Regions from separate parts of the Gossypium arboreum genome. Here region 2 is linked to region 1. Evidence: chromatin contacts called from public Hi-C data. All regions are on one chromosome and are shown on one strand. The core of a region is the stretch at or near the end of the contact, and the rest is flanking DNA. Distances in the headings are between cores, read along the strand shown. Region 1 has its middle 7.3 kb from the start of LOC128290334. Region 2 holds the start of LOC108465133 (NEDD8-activating enzyme E1 regulatory subunit AXR1).

The links. Hi-C and Micro-C count contacts between places; a contact is called where the count stands out from the background.
Region 2: a contact with region 1 is called in a Hi-C map of leaf, with 3 times the contacts expected there. The contact joins the promoter of LOC108465133 here to the enhancer-like site in region 1. A contact is called at or near these places in 2 of 5 Hi-C or Micro-C datasets (both in leaf).

What each region holds. Positions count from the first base shown.
Region 1 is chr3:41,283,175-41,287,116 of ASM2569848v2, forward strand. No RefSeq gene overlaps it. Among protein-coding and RNA genes, the nearest start is that of LOC128290334, 7.3 kb to the right of the region's middle. Within about 2 kb of position 1,802, at least 2 of the 2 cell types and tissues checked have an H3K27ac peak or open chromatin away from gene starts, as enhancers often do. A contact at or near this core is called in leaf, where this site is marked.
Region 2 is chr3:41,464,658-41,468,265 of ASM2569848v2, forward strand. It overlaps LOC108465133 (NEDD8-activating enzyme E1 regulatory subunit AXR1), which reads left to right and starts at 1,487. Exons shown (of 14, transcript XM_017765449.2): 1 at 1,487-1,663; 2 at 1,845-2,017; 3 at 2,120-2,283; 4 at 2,532-2,642; 5 at 2,856-2,935; 6 at 3,161-3,311; 7 at 3,402-3,495. The coding sequence starts at 1,626. All of the region lies in intron 1 of LOC128290317 (a long non-coding RNA gene), which reads left to right.

The sequences.
Region 1 (3,942 bases), core at 552-3,051:
ATTTTCCAAGCGGTATTAAAACCATTTGACAAAATTATTGATATTACTCTTCTAGTATTGATACCTACGTAACAATTTTGGGAATTTTTCCAAATGGTCCTAATGCATGCTTAGTACTAATTTTATGATTAATCAATGAATGTTTAACATAATTCAACCTTGTAAGAGCATGTATGACTTACGTTTCATGTGAATGCTATTATATTATATTAAATAAAGAAAAAAAAGATGCATGTGTAACAATGTGACTGTTTGTGATGAATATGAAGTGAGATGGTAGTGTAGCGTCCTAGTGGTTATGCTCGGTGACCGAGCCAGGTATAGGGTGTTACACAGAATTTCTTCCTTTTCTATCTATCAAGACTACCATAAACAAACACTATAAAAAAGTCAGGAGAATTAGCTCTTTTATGAACCCGGACACAAATAAATTGAGGATGAATCCGTATTACTTCTAATGAAACTAAATCATTCTAACCAACCCAAATACCACCAAAGAAACCTATAGCCTCCACCCTGTGAGAATACTGAAAACCCAAACTAGTGATAATTTTATTTGCTTTACACTAACCCTTGTCTCAAGAGACTGACAATATCAAACATATATTCTCTGTTGTATTCGCAGACAATCCTGGGAAAATTGATGTTGGCAGGCCCCTAAAAGTTCCATGAAAAAATAGACAAGTCCATAAAAATAAAAATAAAAATTAGGGAGCATACTTACTGTTCAGAGGACTCGACCTCCTTCAAACACTTTTCGTCAGAAATTGACGAATCACGTCCCTCCTCACTACTCAGTTGGGCTTTAATTAAATCAACCACGGATTTCAAAGAATCGATAATGACACACGAGCATTATTAATAATTTAAAATGATCCCTTCGATCTTTAACGATTTGGTTGAGTTTTCGATTGATACGAACTGATCCGTCTTTGATTATTTTATTTTTAGGACCAACTTTACCACTTCCTCCATAAGCTTTAATAGTTCTACTTGAAACATCATCTTTGTTGGGCTCAAAATTTTATTTGAATGTGATAGCTAAATGCTTCACTAGATCTAGAACCGAGCCATTTAAAGTGACCATCGTTCTACAATTTTCTTCAAATGTGGGATTAAAATCTGTAATGGTTAACGTCTGAATAGAGGGAAGTTTTGAATTAATGCAAGAACCATCTGTCAAATCTCCTTTCGGCGAATTTATGTTGTTTGTGCCAAAACCCGAAGTAAAATCCTTGCTAGAAATCGACGCGTGCCCAACTTCTAAAACAGAAATAAAATTTGAGAAATTTGGGTTTAAAAAATCCATACCTTTATGTGCTGAACCTCCATGGTCTGGTTCAAATTCATTCATCGATGCTTCCTAGTACCCTTGCTTGATGGTCTACCTTGCAAGCAGCCCAATCTAGTTTCCATTCCAATAGACACCCCAAGCTTAGTGGTAGGCCCATTTTTTTTTCCAAGCCCAAAACTGTCAAAAGGTCAACTCCAGCTTTCAATGCCAATTTATTCTTATAATTTTCCTGAACCCTTGCACCTTTCCCTTTATTATTCAAGGTTTCCTTAGTAATAAACCTTTGCCTCGAAAATTCCTCAACAGACCCTCCTACAGTCTCTTCAAAATCTCCTTCCCTATTTAAAGTTGCAAATCTTGAACCCAACCTTGTATTGCCTGAAATCCCATCCTTGTTAACTTGAAAATCTATTTGATTATGCTGAGATTTCCATTCTACCAACATCCAAGGCCTAGACTCTACTCTCGGCGCTCCTCCAATCTGATTTTCAATCTCACTTGAATCGGTCGCCTTCTGCTTATCTTCTTTCCCCTGGTTAAGATTCATCAACGCCAACGGAGACATTTCTTTTGTGTGTCCATACTTACCACATGAAAAGCAGATAGTGGGTAATGATTCAAACTCTACTTTTTGGATTTCTCCATTCACTAAAACCTATGAAACAAGTGGCCTTTAAAGGTTGATGTATATAGCTATCCTCGCGAAATGTCCTTTAGTCTTCCTGTCGGTTTAAAAATCTATTTTTGCTACCTTATCGATCGTGCTACCGATTGCTTTTAAAATTGCTCTCTTGTACATGTATCCTGGAAGGCTCGATAGGCTAATCCAAGCCATTACCATTGATTGATATGGCTATATCAGGATAAAGTCCTTGGTCCAAGGTTGGACGGTCAGATATTGACTGTAAATAATCCACGATCCTTGAGATAGAACTCTGTCATAATCGTCGGTACTCTGAAACTTAGCCAGAAAGTACCCATTCTCTATATCCATAAGATTAAAGGGTTTGGTCTCCACAAACTGCTAATTCTATTATGAAGGGATGCATAACCAATGCTTCGACCTAGCAGTTTGAATACTACCATCTTCTCCATTTATTTGAAGAGGATCTCTTTAATACAATCTGAGAAATTGAGTGTCGAGATCCTGTTAACAGTGGATTTAACCACATTGCCTTTGAGTAACACAAACTCTTTATCCGTTTCAGCCTTAGCAATGCTTTCCCTCATACCCGAACTAGCTGATCCTTCCCCTAAAAGCTTACCCTTCTAAGATAAAGTCAGCGTTGGTTCAAGAACCACAACCATATCAACACTCTCTTCACTGCTCCCTTCCTTAAACCTAACTTTCTTATTGAAATGATCCTCGAATGATGTGGATTCCTCACCACCGTTACAACAGAGCAATACAATAGATACATAAATAAAGTTTTTATCAAACTTTAGGTGCACTACAATGTCCATAATAACTCATATTAAGCTGTATGTATTGAAAAAAAAGAAACGACAAACATGGAAATGAAAAATTATTTATTTAATTTATTCTTTATAATATATATGGTAAAACATTCACCTGTTGACACGCCCTCAGAAAATGGCAGAGCTCTGTCAGCTTACATGACTCAATCTCATTCCTTTGGAATTTTTATTATATTAGTTTTTTTCTTTATTTTTATGTATTTATTTGTAATTTGTTACCCATATTAAATAAAATTTCCAATCTCTAAAATGGTATCATTTTAACCACGCGAATTAAAAATTTTCACACTACCATATAATATCATCATTGTTTTTTTTTAGAAAATAAATAATCTTATTCGAAATCTAAAGGTTGGGACAGAAGTTAAGAGCCAAATTGCAAAAAAATATAAATGATGGGGCAATTTTATCATCTTAAAGGGTGAAATAGAGAAAATGATTGTATATATTAAAATTTAAATTCAAATTTATAGAATGATTTCTTTAATGAAAAGATTTCATTTCTATACAATTGAAGATATATCTAAGCGTTGGATACAGAAGAAAAATAATAGTGACTAAGTATCCAATTAATAATTGAAGAGATCTAACCCTAAGCATATATAATCAATGACTTAATAGACGTCACTAAACATCATTTTATTGCTTCAATTAAAGAACCTTATAATGCGACATTCTCCAAAAGGACAACTTTTAAGACTCCGTATAACAAAATTTAAAAATTTTTGATATTATATTATCAATTAATAATTTAAAATATTAAATTAATAATTTAAAATTGGGTAAACTACATCATTAGTTATTAAATTATAGATAAACTTTGGTTTTAGTCACTTAATTAAAAAAGGTTACAACTTGATCACTAAACTATTTAAAAGTTTTTATTTAAGTCATTGGGTAAACTACAACAAGCTTTTAGCGATGATTTAACGATCAATACAATAGATCAGTTTATGAACGAGTAGAAAAACATGTCTTAGATCCAAGTTGATATAACGGTCAGTATCAGAGATCGAAGAAAAAAACTACTTAAATTTTAGTTCACAAATTATGAAGCGAGAAGAGAGCTTTCATTTGGTGCAAGCATTACAATTAAAGAAAGCCATATAGCATCAATTTTGATAATCTAATGACTTAAATAAAAATTTTCGAATAATTCAATTACTAAA
Region 2 (3,608 bases), core at 237-2,736, 180 kb after region 1:
ATTTAGATATTGATATGTTTATATAAATAAATATATATATATATAAAACAACTTAGTTGAAATAATAAGATGCCAAAGTTACCTCTCTTTTGAAATTATTTTGTTTTAAAATATAAAAAGTTGTGTGTATGCAAGTTAAATCATGTTAATATTGATCCACCCAAAGGAGGTTAATATTTAATAAAATTACACATGCAATTTTGGTAATAAATATGTGACAATTATTCAATTTTGCATGTAAGTAATAAATCAACCCAAATGAAGTTTTATTATTCAATATGTTCTTATTGCCTGTGTTTGATTACTACGCCAAAATATCACTTCCAAGTTAATATTTTTGTCTAAATATTAATAGAGTACTCAGATATCTTGAGATGGATTTACCTTTATTCAATTTCTTTTAGTTTAAATTTGAAGTCTCATGTGGGCTTATTTTGTTTGATTTGACTATTATTATAGTGGCCAACATAATTGCATGCAGTGAAACATTCACAGCCATTATGTCGAAAACATTATTCAATAATGTTAGTGACTAAAATAGAAAATTTAAAACTTAAATGACTAAAACAAAAACAGCTAATAGTTGGGTGACTATTTTTATAATTGACCTAAAAAATGCCATAGTTCTTTGTGCTCTTCGTTAATTTGAAATTTATACTCTATACTTTTATTTTTATGAATTTAATCCCTTTAATTTTCATATTTTAAAATTCAGGTCTAACTATTAACATTATTAGAGTTATTTTATTAAATTGAGATTAATTACAATGTCATTTGTTTAGTTACATTGCTACTATGTGAGTGTTTTTATTTTAAAATATCACACCAATAAATTTATCAAAAAAATTAATTGTATTAACAATTAGACCTGAATTTTGAAATAAAAAAATGGATGAGTAAATTTCTAGAAATTAAAATAGAGGACTAAATTCCATTTGTGTAAATAGTACATGAACCTACGACATATTTTTTAAAAAAACGGCAAAAAGATCTCTCCGGTCTCTCTTAGTTTTGGAATTGAGAAAATTGGTCTCTCTCAAAAAAATTAGATCAAATTAATCCTTATAAATTTTGAAAGTGAGTAACTAAGGACAATTAATTACAAGTTAATGTTTTTAATCAATTGTACATGATTTTGATTAGTATAATAACAAATTTAGCTTGCAAAGTTTACACATTCCGTTAATTTGGTTCTAATTTAATAAATTTATCCTACAACATTTGTGTAAATTTATAAATATTGAGGCTGAATTTGTTAAATTTTTAGAATTAAGTCCAAAATGACATAATATATAAACAATGAAGGCTAAATTTATTATCATAACAATAAAAATTATGTAAAGTTGATGGGAGACATTAACTTTATGATTAATTGTACTTAGTTGCTCTCTCTTAAAATTGATAGGGATTAAATTGGTTAAATTTTTAATTTGCTCAATCAAATTAAGAGGGATGAAAAAGGTCTGTTTACCAAAAAACAGCATATAGCAAATTTTGGTATGCCAATCTAAACGACGCGTTTCAATATCCTCACCTTTGTGTCATTAAAACATACATAGACAGACCGGTGCGTGGTCTATGCGCACTGCGTAGTAAGGAAGCGAAGAAGCAAATTGAAGCTAACAATGGCGGAGCCTAAAACCAAATACGATCGGCAGCTCAGGTAACCTCTCAATTATGTTCCTTTTTCTTTGTTCTTCTTTATGAGATTTTCCATCTCTGCCGAAGGGTGAGAAATGCTTTGAAGAATTCAAGTCCTAATATATTTTTCCTCGGGAATACTTTAAGTTTCTTTGCCTATTTGCAATATCAACAACTTTCTTTTCTTTGAAAAAAATTGGAAGGATCTGGGGTGAACAAGGGCAAGCAGCTCTAGAGAAAGCGAGCATATGTTTACTAAATTGTGGGCCAACTGGTTCTGAGACTTTGAAGAATCTTGTCCTTGGTGGTGTCGGAAGCATTACTATAGTCGATGGATCTAAGGTTGAATTCGGCGACCTTGGAAACAATTTTATGGGTAAGTTTCAATATGTTTTCCTTTTCCTTTTCATGTTTTCATTGTCTTTTTTGTTTTTTGGTTTTAAGCTTGACTTCTTTTTTGGGAATTGTTGTGGGTCAGTGGATGACTCAAGCCTTGGTCAGTCAAAAGCCAAATGTGTTTGTTCCTTCCTCCAAGAGCTAAACGATGCTGTTAAAGCTAAGTTTATTGAAGAGTATCCCGAGGCTTTAATCGACACCAACCCCTCTTTTTTTTCTCAGTTTACCTTAGTTGTTGCCACTCAGGTAAGGAATCTTTCCGTTTCATAACTTTCACCGATGAACTTCACTGTTAGGTACTCTTTTTAGGCCGCGAGTGGTTACTTCAAAAGTTTATTGTTTAAGTTTGGTTTCATTGTTGTCTATGTGTGCAAAGCCTATTTGGAATTAAGATGGATTTATTCCTAACTTTGCGATGCTTTGTTTCTTAGAAGAGCTATTTGATTCTATGTTTCCTTATGAACTTGTTCCTTTCAACTATGTTGTTGTTTCAGCTGGTGGAAGAATCTATGGTGAAGCTTGATAGAATTTGTAGACAAGAAAATGTGATGTTGATTTTTGCTCGCTCCTACGGCCTAACAGGTTTAGTTCGAATCAGTGTGAAGGTAACATGTTCTTGGCATTGACTATCTCACCATGGTGACATCAATATCTCACTGATAAAGCTGAATATCAGCAAGAACAAATCTTGAAAATCGTTTGAACTTATATAGGCCTAGAGGAAATGGATGGTTATTTAATATTTTTCAAGAGTTTAGTATATAGGTAACAGGCAAAGGAAATATCTCGAAATGATGATCAAGTTTTGCTTGTGGCAGGAACACACTGTAATTGAATCAAAGCCTGACCATTTTCTAGATGACCTTCGGTTAAATAATCCATGGCCTGAGTTGAGAGGGTATCGATCATTTATTTTCCTTTCCTATTTTGATTAATGTTCTACTCTTTCTCAGTTCATATTTTGTCCTCAAAGGATTTTTATATTTTATGCAATGATGTCCCTTTTCTTAATTCTTTTACCTCTAATTTGCTTTTGCAAAATATTTGAGTATTTTTTGAACCTATAAGCTTATATGCTTTGTTTTCCTTGATTGGAGTTCTGACTGGCATTTACATATGATAGGTTTGCTGAAGCTATTGACCTAAATGTGCAAGATCCTGTTGCTCATAAACACATACCATATGTTGTCATCCTTGTCAAGATGGCCGATGAGTGGAAGACAAGCCATGGAGGTACTCTACCATCAACCAGAGAACAGAAAAGAGAGTTCAAGGTTCACAAATTTCTGTATTTTTTGTCTCTTAGATTTTAATTCTTCTGGTTTATGTCTGTGAGATTTAAGTTCTGTTCTTGGACGTTTTAGGAACTTCTCAAAGCCAGGATGGCTGCGATGGATGAAGACAACTATAAAGAAGCTATTGATGCCTCCTTTAAATTGTTTGCTCCTCAAGGAATCAGTAAGTTTGTCTTAGCAGAATCATGGGTCAAAACTTTTGGATGGTTAAAGGATTTCCATAGAAACCTCTCTGTCTTATATGGAAATAGAATGAAAAACATATTTGGTTTATAG